Linked DNA regions of Zea mays: region 1 is linked to region 2. A link is a contact called in public Hi-C data. All regions are on one chromosome and are shown on one strand. Each heading gives the region's core, a stretch centred on a gene start, on an enhancer-like site or on the middle of the called end of the contact. The rest is flanking DNA. Distances are from core to core; before and after follow the strand shown. Region 1 holds the start of LOC100383287 (putative translation initiation factor family protein). Region 2 holds the start of LOC100501049.

Region 1 (2,700 bases), core at 33-2,532, 210 kb before region 2:
GCACCATGTACATTTCTATTAGACACAAATCATCATATAAAAAGTAACCACATATCTTACCAGTAAAAGTAGTGATGTGGGACAACAACAAATAACAAAGTTTCATCGCAATATTAGGTGAACATGACACATGAGATTTCAGTTCGGGAGAAAAAGCTTAAGCAGATGCATCCAGAAGGAAGAGGATGGGTCCAACATTTTAAGTATCAGAAAATAAGTAATAGCATAGACATGAAACTCAAGAATTATTAGTCATGAGGTACAGGGCTGCATGAAATGTAGGATTGCATGGTGCCACACACAAAGAGCTTAATGCTAGTGACGAATGGCTGGATCATTATTCTAGAGATCAAAATAGTTTTTGTGCATAAGAAAACTTAAAAGAAACAAAATAAATCAATAGATCAGGTGTGCTGACATCAAATCCGAGAACCATACAACCATGGTAAACAGATTGCATCCATACCAATATTGATTGTTGCTTGGCGTGAGATAACTTCAGGTGACAGTGGGTCAAGCTTTGTCACATCCAATTTGCTTAAGTCCTGTTCCATCAATCCACGGCGAGCCATCTTGGAAACCGCACAGTGGTAACTGGAAAGATAAACCTAGTGTCTTTGTTCAGTGCTTACTTACTCAACACTAACTACATGAGAAACAGCATTAAGCATTCTTCCTCTCTAGCATAGCATCGCCAATTGGGAACACATGGGCAGGCAAGACCAGCGATCAACACAAATTTCATAATATAATGACACAGATGCATCAAGTCCTAACTGCTAATCGCTACTCAGTGAGGTGCGAACTTAGCGTTGGATGGGCGTTCAAATGAACAAAAAATCTATTAACCGTTCTGGGAAATTTGGATCCGATAGCTCGTAGCAGAGCTAGTAAGAACAAATTGCGTCGAAGCAGGTCAGGGTTCCTTACCAATCAGGGGCGAGCCCAGTAAAGAACATGAGTGTACACATGTACATACGGTAATTTTTGCAGTAAAGTCGAAGTTAGTAAGCATAATATATTATGTTGTAGTATTAGGTCAGATCCGAACACAAATAACCAGATAACTTGAGTTAGGGTTTGGGTGCTCGGTTTCGCGCAGCACCAAGGGAAGAGACGGGATAGACATACCTAGCGGGTGCTCGTCGCCGGCAAGGGCCCGACGCAGACCTGGGCACCTGGAGTAGGGTTTAGTGTGGCGGCGGAGGTCGCCCAGTCGTCGCTAGTGGGAAGAGAGATTCCGCGAACGGCAGCCTGGGATCAAGCTGAGGCCCCAGCTCCGACCACCCACGCGTCTGCCGCATTTCAGTGTTGAGCTACATAGGCGGCCCATGTTGAGACCCCACTGTTGCTCACTCGGGGGGAAAAACAGCGGCCCAAATGCACAACACGCTGAGTTAGGCAAATATATACGTGGCCAATGGGCCGTGCCGTGCCAGCACGGCCCGAACCCGTCATGGGCCGGACCAAATTAGATGGGCCGAGGCACGGCACAGACACTATTAATTGTCAGGCCGTGCCGTGCCGGCACTTAGCCCTACGCCGTAGCCCAAGCCCGGCATTATTGGCTTTAATCGGGTCGTGCCGGACCATAGTGCTGTGCTGGGCTTTCGTGTCGTGCTGGCCCTATACCCACATGTCAAACATCCATGCAAATAGCAAATATGTATGTAATACACAGGTTCGATAACTAAGAATACAATATACAACTATGAACCATACAATACACTAATTTGTTCTCAACACAGCCATAGTGCCATACAAATACAAGTATACAATCATCAGGCATAGTGCTTTATAAAGATACAATAAGCATACAATAAACATAAGCATACAATCAGCCATAGTGCCATACAAGTACACAATAAACATAAGCATACAATCAGCCAACAGCCATAGTGCCACTGCCATACAAGTACACAATAAACATAAGCATACAATCAGCCATAGTGCCATACAAGTATACAATAATCAGGCATCAGCCAATCAGCCATACATGAGACATCAAAAAATAGATCACCGTACTTTATAAAGAGCTATTTAGATTGGTTGCCTCGTTAAAAACCTTTAGGTAAAACCCCATTTTAACTACATGGGGACAAAACCCTAAAGGAAAAAAGAGTACAACCTAGCTCTTTTAGTGATCATGTCCATCTCCACCACCAACACAAGTCGATCCTTCTTGTGCATCAAGATACATGTTTTCCATTAGCTCTTCAAGATCTTTGTTCTCAACACAGTGTTGCTGCCGAACAGCTGCTTGCTCCCAATCCTTGGACAGGGACAACATCTCCACATGTTCTGGTGTTAGACTTCATCGTCGTTCCTCGATCAACCTGCCACATAAACTAAAAGCTGACTCAGAAGAAATAGTGGATACAGGCACAGTTAAGACATCTTTAGCTAGAATTGATAAAATTGGATAGGTTCTTTTATGATCACGCCACCAACTAAGTACACTAAATGAATCATCAAACTCAGTAAGAGGATCACTATCTAGATAAGATGATAACTCAGAAATTGTGCTCGAAATAGGTGTGTTAAAAACAGTTCCAGTAGAAACAGACGGTGATGATGATGGAGTAGTCCTCACAAACAAGGGTTATGAGCAAACCTAATATATTCCTCAAAAGCATCGGTAGCACCAATGTTCAATGGAAGATCAAGTCTAGCAATCAACCGACACAACTGAGTCCTAGC
Region 2 (2,700 bases), core at 63-2,562:
TGTAAAATCTACACATTTAACTCTACCCCAAGTAATTTGGCACTCCCTGAGCTTTCTAGCACATGGTATAAGGGGGAACATATGGAAATTGATTTATGCATGGATTAGGGGCAAGATAAAATAGCACCCTATGTCCAAATCTCACATCTGTGTAAGTGTATATGCAATTACTGCACAAGGATAAAAAATCAGTGTTACATGAGATGTATGTGATGGCAACATAGAACTTAAATAAACGTATCTACACATCATATTTCTGAATATTAGACAATGCATAGCATAGCATCCTAGCATATTGAACCTTGACAATGCAAAATGCATATTGATGTATCAACTTGATGTCTACAGAGCTACTTGTTCATACTGCACACTCATTTTACCATCCTGATTCCTGAGTTCTATTGTCTTCATATAACAACAGTCTGTTACATCACAATACTCTCAAAATTGTAAATAAGTCAAATGGCATAAACCTGGAACTATCTACACATCTCAACCCAAACAATCAATTCAGGGACTAGGCTCTGCACATACAAAATGAGGAATGGTCGATACGAGTATCTACCCTAGACAAGGAAATGCGTTTCTAGGCTGCTAACATCCAAAGCATTCATGGTGCACGCATTTATCATACCCATCAAGGTGTTCGACGTCAATGCAACACGTCTGACGCTTCATGAACCTCAGGCATGCAAGGCAAGCAAAGGAAGAGCAGAAATAGGATGATGATGATGATGATTAATAATTACGTGGAGGCAGTCGAGCGCGGGCTCGACGAGCTTGACGTGCTTGGTCTCGACGGCGAGGCGGAGCGGCTGCAGCACCAGCTCGGCCTGCGGCCCGTCGAGCACGCGCCCAGCTGACCCGAGCGCCTCGGTGATGACCGCGCCCTCTGCTGTAGCCCCCTTGATACTATCTGCAACGACACAAGCCACGCAGAGATCATCACAGCTCCATCATCAGCCGCCACGAGATCCCAATGCGCGGGAGGAGAGGGTAGAAAGGGGCCGCACGCACCGAGGTATGACTGGATGGATTGCTGCAGCGCGGCGAACTTGCCGCGGTTGGCAGCGCACTCCTTGAGCATGGCCTCGAAGGCCCGCGTGACGAACCCGCCCGCGGCGCCCGCCATGACCGCGGATATCAGCTCCGGCGGCGGAGACGGGAGGAGGGGCGGAGTGGTCAGATCCGACGAGGGGGGGTGGGCATGGGATGGAGAGGGCGCGAGATCTGTGACGGGGTACGAGATCTGTAGGAGCCTAGGAGGAGACCGAGAGCCCCCGCTGCTGTCCTCGGCTCGGCGGGGGCGGATCGGACCTGGTTGTCTCACACGCACGCTTGCTCTTTCAGTTCAGCTGGGAGATCGCCACCACCCACCAGGAGTCGAGGACCATCTCTGAATTTTTCTTTTACGCAGGCACGTACCATGGCCCTAGCCAGTTGGATCGGCTCAACGCAGGCTTGTCATAGGTACATGCCGACACTTTGATGTCGAGGTTGTAATGTTTTTAAGGGTTAATCATGTCTATGCCATTACAATTTTTTATGTTTTAATATATGTCACTAAATCTTTTAAGCTTGCAAATATGTCATTGAGCTTCTAATCAACTCTGAAATAGGTCATTTCCTTGAATCAGACTATCCACAAGCACATGTAATTTCGTATTTCCCTTTTTACCCTTGATTGTTCAAAGGATGCTACTGTGTACACTGTGAACTTGACTCGTCGACGGTGGGCACCATCGCTCCCGTGCGCAGATGAGAGCTTCAACAGCGTAGCTCCAGCAAGGGGGTGGGGCGCAACTCCGGTAGGGCATCCCGGCGAGGGCGCAACACGCAGCTCCGGTGTGCGTGCAGCTTCAACGGGCGCGCAGGAGGGTCCAAGGACCAAGGTGGTCACAGCTCGAAGACTGTCCGCAACCGTTCTCCCTAAATTTTTCCCCCTAAATGTTACTATGCATCCACGTCAGCAAGATTACATCCCCTATATTCACTCGTCCCGCAACCGTTCCCCCTATACTTTCCCCTATATATCCCTCTACTCATTAAAAAACCATTTCCATATAACTAACTGTAACCAACTTCAATTTTCATTTTCTTTAATTATTTTTCACACATCCGACGTGATACTCATGTATTCAAAAATAAAATTTATAAAAAATAATTACTTTACAATTACTTCCACAAAAAATATATAACAATTATTATTTTACAATACATTCGAATGTGCATTTTGTTGTGATCACGTTTTATTCATTTTGGTGAGTACGAAATCAAATTTCATGCTCACCAAAAAGCACTAGTCGTATGGGACAAGCCGCACTTGCCTTCGAACGAAAGACATGTTTGTCTTTCGTGCGAAGCCACTAGCTTGCACCTGAAGCCGCATTCCTCTACCCTATAAATATGCAATCCATCTCTTCACAAATGTCAAAACAAACTTCACTACATCAACAATTCCAACATTTCTCAGTATGTCTCACAGCCATAGCGATGAAGACTCATACTCGAGTGATAGTGAGGAGGAAACACTTATGCTTGTCAATCTTCTTGTCCTAAACATAGAGGCGAGACGCCACCTCCAAAGACGGTCCCGTTTGCCTCGACGGGTTATTCATAGAGATCATTTTCGTGGAGAAAATCTTATCCATCATCACTACTTCGCCGAGAACCCTGTGTATCCACCCCACGTCTTTCGTA

Evidence for each region. Hi-C and Micro-C count contacts between places; a contact is called where the count stands out from the background.
Region 1: a contact with region 2 is called in a Hi-C map of leaf, with 8 times the contacts expected there. The contact joins the promoter of LOC100383287 here to the promoter of LOC100501049 in region 2. A contact is called at or near these places in 4 of 25 Hi-C or Micro-C datasets (ear, endosperm, leaf and 1 more).

What each region holds. Positions count from the first base shown.
Region 1 is chr2:212,608,481-212,611,180 of Zm-B73-REFERENCE-NAM-5.0, reverse strand. LOC100383287 (putative translation initiation factor family protein) reads right to left here and starts at 1,282. Exons shown (of 9, transcript NM_001175947.1): 1 at 1,132-1,282; 2 at 467-594. The coding sequence starts at 572.
Region 2 is chr2:212,396,698-212,399,397 of Zm-B73-REFERENCE-NAM-5.0, reverse strand. It overlaps LOC100501049, which reads right to left and starts at 1,312. Exons shown (of 32, transcript NM_001329534.1): 1 at 1,018-1,312; 2 at 750-916. The coding sequence starts at 1,132. LOC109944605 (protein ALP1-like) reads left to right here and starts at 2,439. Exons shown (of 2, transcript XM_020549381.1): 1 at 2,439-2,700. The coding sequence starts at 2,475.